2 separate regions of the Gossypium hirsutum genome follow, and region 2 is linked to region 1. Evidence: chromatin contacts called from public Hi-C data. All regions are on one chromosome and are shown on one strand. The core of a region is the stretch at or near the end of the contact, and the rest is flanking DNA. Distances in the headings are between cores, read along the strand shown. Region 1 has its middle 27 kb from the start of LOC107928765. Region 2 holds the start of LOC107928739 (GDP-mannose transporter GONST2).

The links. Hi-C and Micro-C count contacts between places; a contact is called where the count stands out from the background.
Region 2: a contact with region 1 is called in a Hi-C map of leaf, with 6 times the contacts expected there. The contact joins the promoter of LOC107928739 here to the enhancer-like site in region 1. A contact is called at or near these places in 15 of 34 Hi-C or Micro-C datasets (anther, callus, cotyledon and 3 more).

Annotation. Positions count from the first base shown.
Region 1 is chrD03:45,119,487-45,125,767 of Gossypium_hirsutum_v2.1, reverse strand. No RefSeq gene overlaps it. Among protein-coding and RNA genes, the nearest start is that of LOC107928765, 27 kb to the right of the region's middle. Within about 2 kb of position 2,632, at least 3 of the 9 cell types and tissues checked have an H3K27ac peak or open chromatin away from gene starts, as enhancers often do. A contact at or near this core is called in leaf, where this site is marked.
Region 2 is chrD03:45,180,031-45,186,311 of Gossypium_hirsutum_v2.1, reverse strand. LOC107928739 (GDP-mannose transporter GONST2) reads left to right here and starts at 2,729. Exons shown (of 10, transcript XM_016859995.2): 1 at 2,729-4,096; 2 at 4,530-4,732; 3 at 5,231-5,441; 4 at 5,687-5,826; 5 at 5,931-6,060. The coding sequence starts at 4,539.

The DNA.
Region 1 (6,281 bases), core at 1,383-3,882:
CATCAACTATAAGCTAAGGAACAGTAACAAGTCCTAATACATAGTCTTGCAAACCATACATTTTAAGAATGAGCATGATCTGATGTTTCCAAATAAGGAAATTACTCTCACTAAGTTTAACAGTCTCATGTTTTGAAAACTGTTGAACTCTTCTGGCTACTCCACACACGATTGACATTGGTTCTAAATTGTGAGAATTTACCTGTTCAACAGCATTTAAAGAAAAATGATATTGATTACCATCATTTTTAGATACCACTTTCTGGAGCCATGAAGATCAACACTGGAATGCACAATAAGAACTTCTTTTACAACCTGATATCAACAATATGCACTTCACACAACCAAAAAAACCATTGGCTCTGGTACCATGTTTGAATCAACGCAAAAACGAAAAAGAAGAGAGAAAAAAAAAAGAAATGGTCTACTTTTTTTATTTCATTACCTCTAATAATCCAAAGGACCGAGCTATCTCATTTATACAAGTTTAGCTAATGAACAAACTAAGAGATTTAGTACCAACAGTCAAGCCTAACCGATTCTCAACTGATAAACTAACTGAAATGAACTCATTACAACAACTTACTGACTTAACTAACACCTAACAGATTGCTTAACTGTATTACCTAACTACTAACAGAATCACCAAACTACAAACAACCTACTAACAAACTAAAGTAACTACACAAAGCTTCAGTTAGCTCAACCATGCTTATACCTTAATAATGGATTTCAGGGTTTAGGTTTTGGGTAGTATGAGGATGGTGAAATCCATTGTTAAAACATGAATATAGATAATATTTAATCTTTTAATTCTACTTAAACTCCTTAAATTTCTTATTAGCAATCCCTTCATATTTGTTGTTGACTACTCTTAACTATAGCTAAACACATTTTTAGTGCATTATTGCAAAACCTTCTCAACTTGGCATTTTTCTTAGCATTTTTTTCACCAATTCCATGATGTGTAAGGAGACCTATGTTGGTTTTTTTGGTACATAGGAGCGGTCCAAGTCCATTTTAATTAATGATGGCCCTAGGCTTAGCTACACCAATCATGTCCTCTTGGAAAGCAATAAAGATATTTGGTCTTTCATCATAAGTTACAAAATTTTGTTGATGGATTCACCATATATGCCGTGTTCTTTTTGCTAGTAAAACAAATCAAAATTTGGAGGTGTGGTGAAGATTCATGGCTTTGAAGGTCTGGTTAAAGAAAAAAGAAGGAAAAAGAAATGAATGAGAAAAAAAATAGAGAAAGGCCAAAGAGGAATGAGAAGAAAGGAAAAGAACAGGAAAAAAATAAAGAAGGAAAAACAAAGAGGTTAAAAAGTAAAAAAAAAAAAGTTTTAAATTATGTGGTGCCTTCCATGTCAGCATTTAATAGGTCGTGTCATTTTCATAACACCTTTAACGCTAGGTAACATCATAGTGACTAAAATATTACAAATTGATAATGTTAGTAACTAAAACATAATAAATTAAAGTTTAATAACCAAAACGTAATATAAACCATATATAAGTGACTATTTTTGTAGTTTACCCTTTTATAAAATATACATGTTAAAGGTATGGGTAGGGCCTACTTTTAACAAGGTGCTTTTAAATTCGGAAAAATTTTGATTCTCAAAATTTAAGAAAAATAAAACGAGTTAAATGCTCAATCTGTATTAGATATTATAATTATTTAAGTTTATTTTTTTACCTAATTAATATTTAGATACCATTTATACCTAGATATTGCAATTATTAAACTTGATTTTTACGAAATTAATATTTAGATACTACTTTGTACTAGTTTACCAAATTAAACTAAAAATGTTACTAAATTTATCATAAAAAATTATAAATTCTATAAAATAAATCAAATTTAAAAAAAATTTGAAAAACTTTGGGGAACGTAAATTCATTATCTTTTAAACACTAATTATAATATTAAAATAAAAAAATTCTAAAACTTAAAAAGTTTTAAAAGAAATTTTACAAAATTTAAGGGGATCAGGGCCTTGCCACCCCCTAAATTTGCCTCTGTTTAAAACAACCTTAAACATTTGATTAACATGTAGTTATTGATTGAAAAGTTTATTAGATTTTCATGTGAATTTTATTTCACCACTTTAATGGCAACAAGTAACTAAGTTAATTGGACATACTACTAACATTATGAAAAAGAAGGATCAAATCATGTTAAATTAAAATAGAGAGATTAAAAATTTAATTTTAACATAGTATAGGGACTAAAACCAGAACTAGCCCAAAAAATTTACAAATGAATAATGAAAAAAAAAGAGAAAACATAGGTAAAATAGTTGGGTGGCAATATTAGGTATGGAAAAATAATACATGTCAGGTGAAATTTTTTTGCATGTTATTATACCTGTTTTAATGATTTAGAATTCTGGCTCTCTCTTTTCATCTTTGATTTAATTAGCATGATTATTGTAATAATTAAGAAAGTTTCGGTTCGAATTTGAATATACGTATTATTCGATTAAAAAATTTCGAATAATTGTAGTAGTAAAAATTATATAAATGTTAAGTTTTCAAATTCAAATTTTATAATACGTAAACGTCATTCAACAAATTTTAATCTTTTAAAATTGGCCCATATGTATGTGTGTAGCCCATTACAAAATTTATAACTTAGACCCAAACTCTGTTCTTGATATACACAATTTACTTCATTTTTGCAGTGGAGTTTCGATTGGATTATATTAATTTTTATATTATAAGGCTTCTTAATCAGGTAAAGAAGTTTAGCGCAATCGTATATTCCAAAACACAAATTATTTAGCTTTTATCTTTCACCCCCATTTTTATTTTATCTCAACCAAATCACAAAATTCTCCAATTTCCCTTGCTTTCCATATAAAGGCATCGCGTTGGAGTGGGAAAGGTTGTGGAAATGCAAAATTCTACCCAAGCTGAAAGCATTGTATATCCACCTAACTTAAAGCTAGTCTTTTGCGCCAACCATGTACTATTCCTCGCTCCTAACCTTCTTGTCTTATTGGTATACGTTTGTAAACTTGTGCCTAACTATCTAAAAGTGATTTGTAAATAGTGGAAGTATCACTTGAAAATTACATTTGATTTAGGGGAGTTTCCAAAGCAATTATTTTTCCAAGGTTTTGTTATATCCAAAAGGGAAATTGTTAGTTTTTACTTTCAAATGTTTTAATATAACAAATCAAATTTGCAAAAATTCAATTGATTATTTATAAAATATTTTCAAGTATTATAAAATTATTGAGAAATAAAGCAGAAGAAGGATCGTATTCAAGTTGTTCAACTCGAGAAAGAGGTATTCAGATCTGACATGTAAAAAAAGATATAAACAAATTTAGAAATAAAAAGAACGAAAACACTAAAAAACAAAGAAATTTAAGAACAAACAAACAATAAAAATAATAAATAAATAAACGAAAATTAGAAGAAAAAAAAATAAAGTGAAAGATGAAATGAATAAACTAATAGATATGATGGATAGATGGATAAATGTCTAATTGAATCATTTGCGATATAAATCCCAACAAACTCAATTAACGGCTCTAATCAACCCTCCAAGAAATAATCCTTGACAAATTGAAGGATGAAAAATGAATTCTCATGACTCATTGCAGAAAATCAATAAGAAAATTACTTTTGAAAATCACAAGAAAGAATACTTAAACAATATCCAAAATTCCTATAATGAAACTCTAATTAATCTAAACAATAAGTCATTCTAAACTAAACTTTCTTTTTGATTAGGAAACATCAAATTCCTAAACAACTTAAAATACTTAAACAATATCCAAAATTCAGAATAAATAAATAATAAAATCTAATAAATACAATATTGGACTCATATATAATAAAAATTAAGCCTAAAAATCGAATTCAATATGATTTAAACTCGAATTAAAAGCCTGAAACTCGTAATTTCCATAATAATCCCGTTTAGAAATCCTGCTCATGTAATTTTCACTTAAACGATCATAACTTAAGCTCCTGAACTTTAAAATGAGTGATTCAAAGTGCATTGCGAAGCTAAGAGATAGATTTTCAAATGATATGAGACATGTCAACCCAGAAATGCCTGGACCCCATCCAAAAAGTCGCCGCAAGTTGGCTGATTTTTCAAACTTGAAAATTGATAGCTTCGATAAATGAAATTTAATAAATTTCACCACATCTGTGCATGTATCAAAAACTCAAAAACAAACTTCCAAAATTCCTTGAACTTTTACAAATGTTTTTGAGTACTCCGAAGACTTTTCATACATGTTTCTAAGCCTTTTCTAAACAATTTTTAGGCTAAGTATCAATACCCCTTAAACAATGTCTCACAACACTTTCTAGAGGGATATTGTATATTGATACCTTGTAACAAGTTATCAATACCTAGCAGCTAAGTATCGATACCTATGATACCTGGCATGGAAGGTACCTGTACATGGAAAGTAAGTAGTCATAACATTATCTAAAATAGTATGGTAATGATACATGTTCATTAAATATCAATATATGCTAATGTGGTATTGATATACGAATAATTTTTTTAAATACCATCATACATGTCAAAAGAATAGTAGGTATCAATACCCATACATTTGTAGCAACTATTTTTCTTCAAGGTATCAACACTACGACTTGCAAGTTGTCATTAATATACGAATTTAATACTCTCAACGACTAGAAACTCCTTCCAACAACCTCGGATGGCTACATCTATAAATAAGATCCAAAAACACTCAAATGAAAATATTGTTTTTAAAGTTTCAACAATTAAAGTGCAAAAGTCTCATCTTTCATTTGTTACACTCTTTTGTTAATTTTTTTTCATTTTACAAGTATTTTATTGTATTTGAGATAGCTGAATTATTGTCTATCCACCTTTGAGATGTTTTAATTTCTTCATATTCTTATTTCTCTTGTTTGAAAAGGGCTTAAGGTTTTGGGTAAAAAACCTTAAGAAAATAGTGGTTCTATTTACTAAGTTAAAAGATAGAGAATTATTAATATTATACATTGTCCCTAGAAATGTAACAATTAGTGGATTGGGGGAAAACCTATAGCTGCCGAAAGCTAAGGAAATGGATGTAGGCAATTAAGACCAAACCACTCTAAAATTTTTGTGCAATATTTTTTAGCTTTATTTTATTTATTCTTTAAACATCAATTCTCCTCCTCTTGTGTATTTAAATGATAACAAATACTAACCCTTGAAATGCTAGTATTGCTTAGAATGTAATAATCATGTCCCCATATGTAATAATCATCAATAAATCTTGTTTCAACAATCTAAATTAAAACAAAGTTATTTAACATCTAAAAAAATCGAGGCCATCCTCATAATTGCTAAAGCCATCAAAGCACCCAACATGGAAAGAGTTTTTCCAATACTTGTGCTTGACCACTAATTTCGTAGGGAACTATCCAATTAAAGTCAACATTGCCAAATTGATTGTTTATTTTTCTACGGTATTAATTATGTCATTAATCATAAATCAAATCCTACATGTCACCTTGTTAAGAGATATTTAAAAACTTGCCTAAGTTATTGGTCTTATACCCCATTTTCAAGTATCATAGAAGCAGACCCTAATTCTTCACCAATCAATTCCCAAAAACAATATAGTGTCCAAAGACAACATATTACGTTTCTAATAACCCAAGAAAACACTCAAATGCCAAAAGCCTAATTGGAAACATATCACCTTAACAATAGATAAAATGGCCAAGGAAGTTGAAACTATATCCTTAATCTAAGAGATAACAAGCTTTTGGTTAGGACAAGCACTACTTGATACATGCACAAATGGGGTGAAATTTATTAAAATCAATTCAATCAAGCTACCAATTTTCAAGTTTGGAACATCAGTCAGCTTACAGTTAATTTTTGGATAGGATCCAGGCATTTCTGGGCTAAGATGTCTGCGTAGCATTTGAAGAGCTACCTCTTAGCTTCAAAATGCACTTTGAATCACTTTTTAGTTTAGGAGCTCAAGTTATAACCACTTTAGTGAAGACTACGCAAATAAAATTTTTGGATGAGATTATTATAGGAAATCATGAGTTTCGGGTTTTAATTCGAGTTTAAATCATATTGGATTCAAGTTTAAGTTCTAATTTTGATTATATGTGAGTCCAATATTGTATCTATTAGGTTTTATTATTTATTTATTCTAGATTTTAGGATACTTTTAAGTGTTTAAAATTGTTTAGGATTTTTATATTTTTTAGTCGATAAGACAGTTTAGTTATACTAAAACTACTTCTTATTTAGATTAAATAGA
Region 2 (6,281 bases), core at 1,480-3,979, 60 kb before region 1:
GTTCAATTAAGTTAAATGAACATGTTTGTGAACATTAAACAAACGAACATGAACATACATAATTTTAAATAAATGAACATGAACAAAAATTTGAAATTCTTAAAGAACACAAACTGAACACGAACAAGCTTAAAAATAAACAAACGAACATGGACAAAGGTTTTTCATTCAAGCTCGGTTCATTTACAGCCCTAAATGAGGCTAGTAGATCTGGTTTGATAAAAAAGGCTTGGATTGGAATAGGAAGGTTGGCAATCAACCATCTGTTTTTTGCGAATGATTGCATACTGTTCAGAGATGCTTCAATTATTGGTGCAAAGATAATACGACAAATTATTACAGAGTACGAAAATGCTTTTGGCCAAAAGGTTAACTATGATAAATCCCTAATTTATGTCAGTTTGAATATGGAAAGTTCAATTAGGGACCTCATAGGTGGTGTTTCGGGAGTATAAGTGTCGACTAATCCGGAGAAATACCTAGGTTTACCTACGATGGTTGGCAGACGTAAGAAAGAGGCCTTTCACCATTATCTGAATCGATTTAGCAAGAAAGTTGAATGTTGTAGTATAAGATATCTATCTATGGGTAGCAAAGAGGTGTTTATTAAGGCGATACTACAAGCTATACCTCTATATACAATGCAATGTTTTCTTCTACCTAAAATTATGTGTAGTAAACTGGAAAACATTCTCAACAAATTTTGGTGGGGAAACAACAAATCATCTAATGGTATTCATTGGAGTACATGGCATTCACTCTATTTACCGAAAGTTTGTGGAGGATTAAGTTTTCGTGATTTGACTAAGTTTAACGATGCTTTGCTAGCCAAACAATGTTAGCGTATTTTATCTAATCCATTGAGTTTGTTGGCACAAGTAATGAAAGTCAGGTATTACCTGGATTTAGAATTTATGAATGTTCAGTTAAGTGCTTACCCATCATTTACCTAGAGAAGTATTTTGAGTGCTCGGGGTTTAATCAAAAAGGGAGTCGGTTGGAGAATTGGCATAAGTGAGAATATAAATATCTGGAATGATTCTTGAATCCCTGGACCTGGAAATGAAAGAATACAGGTTCAGAACATAGATATCAGGTACACAAAAGTATCAAAATTAATTAATCATAATTCCAATACCTGGGTAGAAGAAAGAGTGAGACTCTTTTTTTATGAAGACCATGTAGAGAGAATCCTATGTACTCCACTTGCCCAATCAAAGCCAATAGACAAATTGGTGTGGAGACATGAAGGTTTTGGTGAATATTCTTCTAAGAGTGGTTACAGGCTTCTGCTAGACGAAGAGTTACAAAACAAGGGTCTACGTTCTACAGCCATGCCTAATTTAGTTACAACATTCTACATTAATTTGTGGGCACTACAGCTCTGAACAAAAATCAAGATTGAAGTATAGAGATTCGCAAAAAATTATCAACCAACTTTTGATAATTTACAACGCAGAAAACTACAAGTTAAAAATGTCTGTCCCTTGTGCAATTCAGCTGAAGAATCTATTGACCATTTGTTACGACATTGCTCTGTTTCCAAGAAAGTTCTAGACTCATTGAATGTTACGACTATCCTTACCTCACATAATTCAGATTATAAAACATGGTTAGCAGAGGTTTTCATGCAACCTAACACAAGATTAGAGAAGTTATTGGTGATATCTTACTGGGCAATTTGGTTTGGCATGCATGAAATAAGCTTGCTCATGAAGGTGTTAGATAATTAGTGCAGGGTTTGACAGTGTTTATTAAGGCACACCTAGTAGAGCTAGAGGCTCTGGGTGAACTAAATCCATCAGTTTTTTTACCTAAACAGGAGAAATGTGTACCACCAGGTTCTGACAGTATTAAACTTAATTTTGATGCATCTTTTAGCCCTAATACAAAAACTTCTATCTCAAGAGTACTGGCTATAAATTCTTCAGGTCTTATTATGGTTGCATGTACTTACCCCCACCATGGTGTTACTGATGCCTTCATTGCCGAAGCACGGGCGTATGAGTAGGCCATCATCTTTGCGGCTGAGTTAGGATTTTGATCAGTACAGATGGAGGGCAATTCACTTACTGTCACTGGGAAATTGAATTCTCCTACATTAGACAAGTCTATCATTAGCCCGATTGTTCAAGATATTAAGGCAAAATTGGGGATATTTGCAAAAGTCACCTTTTGTTTTGCTGGAAGACAAGCCAACATCATTGCTCACGCACTGGCTGGAGAAGGTTGTCGATTCTCGATCTAGCCGTACTGGATAGAGAAAGCGTCATTTATGGTGGAACGGGCAGCCAAAAGAGACTTGCAACAATGGTTTCATCAGAATTAATCTGCACCTGACTGCTTTGGAATTTGGAGATTTTCTAATCTTTTACCTCCAACTGGTTCCTAAAGCACTTCTCTCTCTTTTGATATCAACGGTTTGTTCACACACTAGAATTTTAAAACTTGGATTGGAGAGAGGTTTTTGACTGGTTTTCATCGGTTTAGGAGGAAAGCAAGGAAAGAGTTTTGTGTTTTTTTTTTTTCAGATGGTAACCTTTCCTTATCTGTTGGTTGCCTTTTCAAATCTTGGACAATGTATTGAGGGGCCTGAGGGTTCTTTATTTGTCTTATGGTTTAGTGGGTTGGTGCATTAAACCGACACCATCTTTCCTTGCCTTTAATTAATGGAAACAGATTTCTTTTTTGTTAAAAAACTAAATCAAATCAATATTTCTTGTAAAAAAAAACTACACAAAAATAAAAATCTTTTATAACATTACACTTATCTCTAAATTTTTCTTCTCCCCTCTCTTTATGAGGTCCTTCACTCCTAAGTTTTCTTTGGTTTTTTAGCTTCCTATGAGCAACCACTCAACCTCCGGGTTTGGCACCACTCACATTTTTATTTCAATTTTTTTCTTTTTTTTTATTTATGTCATTCAGCATAATGATTTCAAGATCTAGCCTCCTTTCTAACGGTTTGTGATCGTTGGTGAGAGGTTGTTGTCTATTTGCTCCATAGGTTCTCCCATGTTTGGTTGTTTATCCCTCTTGTCTTTGGTAAGGCCTTGCCTTTGACAAACTTTGCTTCTTCTTTGGCACTTTTTTGAAGTCTCATCGATTATGACCAGCTGTCACGGTGTCATTGCACAAGATCTGCTTGTGGTGGTTGTGTTGCCAGTGCTTGGCTTTGGCTTCTCCTCCATTTGGTGTCCTTGTCGATCCTGTGGTGGTTGTCAACGTCTTTTTTAAGGTTTCACAGTGGCATTGCTTCCACTAGAGGCATGCCCAATTACAGTAACCTTTGTTTCTCGGAGCATTTTTCCTCTCTTCCCCATGCATGACAGAAGCGTTCTACTAAGGTTCTTTGAGAACCTATTTGTTTAGTTGGGCTCAACTCATGGGCTTTGTATTGGTTGGTAACTTGTTTTTTTATGAATGAATCTCATCACTTTGGGCGTCCAATGCTATAACATCGCTACTCCAAGTTTAGGGCTTTTTTTCTTCGGGGCAAAAAGATGAAGCATTAAAGCTCAAATTAGTTTGTTGATGGGCTTTAGAGTCCTCCATTTTCGTACCAAAAAGAAAGGCATATATTCCGCTGGAAACTCATCAAAAGAGGGGAATCCATGTGCCTGTCACCCTTCAACCCTTGAATTAAAATACAAATAAATCCATAATCGGAAAAAGGAGGACTGAGTTGCTTGTTCAGTTTACAATGGCGAAATTCAGACAACATGTGACTTTGTGGCAACCTCGGGAGTTGCTCCAAGATCCATTATTCAAATTCCCTTACTTGCCTGGAATCTCGCTCTCCATTTCGCTTTTTTCACGCTCATTCCACTACGCATTTAAAGTTTTATACTTCAAACTTGTCTTTCTCCATACTTTTGGATCTCTCATTTTTCTTCCCCTTTGCGTGCCATTTCAAAAGAGTTTTTCACATTCAGTTTTCACGTCTTTTGCATGTTCCTTTGCCTCTGTCGGTTCAGTTTCCTCTTTCATTTCCAACGCCTTTGATTGGACTCTCATCCTTTCATTTTTCCCCCTCTATAACCTTTCAGGGTGGGAGGTTACTGAATTTGAAGCTTGAAGGGAACCAATCAAATTGGTAACTTCTTCAAATTCTTGGGTTATGTTTAAATTTTTTGAATTTTGTTTTTATGTTTGCCAAATGTTTGATAAAATCTTGGCATTGCTGACAAGGGTTTTCAATTGAATTGACTATATTGCTTTAAATTTCCCTTAGTGGTAAATTTTTTTCTTTTTTTGGGATGGTCAAAATTAGAGTGACAAAAGCAGGGCAACTTCTTGTTTCTCAAATTCACTACTTATGAATCTGAATATGGATAGAGATAACAATATAATTTGCTTCGAAAGCTTCTACGTGGCATTATTGCTTCATTGAAGTTGTCTACTAGCTTGTTTTCATGCTTTAGAAATTAGAATTCTCACTTCCTTGGCAAGTTCTCATTTGAAGTTTTGGCAATGGCAATTTGGAGCTGATAGTTCCAAATCTCATGTTTCTTTTTTCTCATATGCAGGTCAGTGACATGTCGAGTATCAAATTAGATGAGGTTGTTTGCCGTGATTCTGAGGAATCAGAATTAAGCTCTTGGAATGAGAAAGCGACTTCAGATGAAAAGGTTAATAGAGTATATGAGATCCTAAATGGCATCCATAAGCAAGGGCAGAGGTCACTTGGCAGTATCACCCCAAATGTTGAGAATGGAACACTGACTGATAGGTAGATTTACCAACAAGTTTCGACTTCTAACGGTTTATTTTTCATTCATCTCTATGAGTTCTATCTTTTTATGTGTGCTTCGTTGTAATGTATGTTTGTTTTATGAATTTGATTTCAATACGAATCTAATTTATATACACTACATGTCCAAGCTTGAAAGACAAGAAATTGGCTGGTTATGAATTGCACAACAATGAGATGAGCCAATGATCACAGTTGATATACTCCTTGTCCTATTGTCTTTGAATATTTTAAACTTCGATTACCTCTGCTTGACAAAGAATTTTGATCGGAGATCAAGTTGTTGCTTTTTCCATATTTAAAATTTTGAGTTTCTGGATTTCTCCTAATGTATATACAGTACTAAACTACTAACTAATTTGTTTGCATTCATGTTGTATAAAGTAATATGATCATACAGAACTATATGATCAAATTTTCCACTTTAAAAGTGAGTTTTGTCGGGTCAATTTGATGTATATATCGCTCTTTCATCAGGTTATTTAAAGGGAATAAAGCAGCAATTGGTGACAGTTTCAATCTTCCATTTGATCGGAGTGAAAAACATGCACATGTAATTGGAAGAAGATCTGGACCTCTTATATCCGGAACAGCATACTGCATTTCTTCGTGCAGCATGATATTACTGAATAAAGTTGTTCTCTCAAGTTATAATTTTAATGCAGGAATATCATTGATGTTTTATCAGGTATGTAACTACACCTCAATAGCTTTATAGCATTTGAAGTAAGCAAAATGTCTTGTCATGAGTATCATAAGCAAGTTTCTCTCAGCTGTATTATGTCTTTAAAATGAAACTGAAAAGCATGCAGAATTCTTAGCATCTTTGAACATTAGTCCTATCTGTGACCACCTTTCAATGCCTCATTTTATGCGAACTGTTAAAAATTTGTGAGGGTGGAAGTTCATTCTTTTTCCTGTATTGCACTGCAGAATCTGATAAGTTGTGTAGTTGTTGCCATATTGGGACTGTGTGGAGCAGTTTCAGTCGAAAAGCTGAATTGGAAGCTGATCAGGGTTTGGCTCCCTGTAAATATAATCTTTGTTGGCATGCTTGTGTCGGGAATGTATAGGTATGTTACAGACTGCACCTCCAGCGCATTCCTCGTATATTATTTACTCAAAAAGTGAAGCTAAGTGGACTCCAACTCTCAATTTTCTGTGTTTTTCATTTCAGTTTGAAATACATAAATATAGCAATGGTGACCATCCTAAAGAACATGACGAATATTTTAACAGCAATTGGAGAATATTATGTTTTCCGAAAGCATCAAAATCAGAAAGTGTGGACGGCAATGTTTATGATGGTAAATTTACTACTTGTGGTTATCTGATTCAGGAAAACTAATTCTCTACTTCTGTATGTAACTGTATGCTACTGTCTCCCGAAATTGTTTGCTTCTCTTGTTCATGGAGCAGGAACCACCTTGAGTACTGATTTGTTCTCAGAATCTTAAAAGTTAATAATGGGAAAATATCCAGTTAGAAGTAAAAAAAAATTTCTTTTTCAGCAGTTCTTACTGTTGAT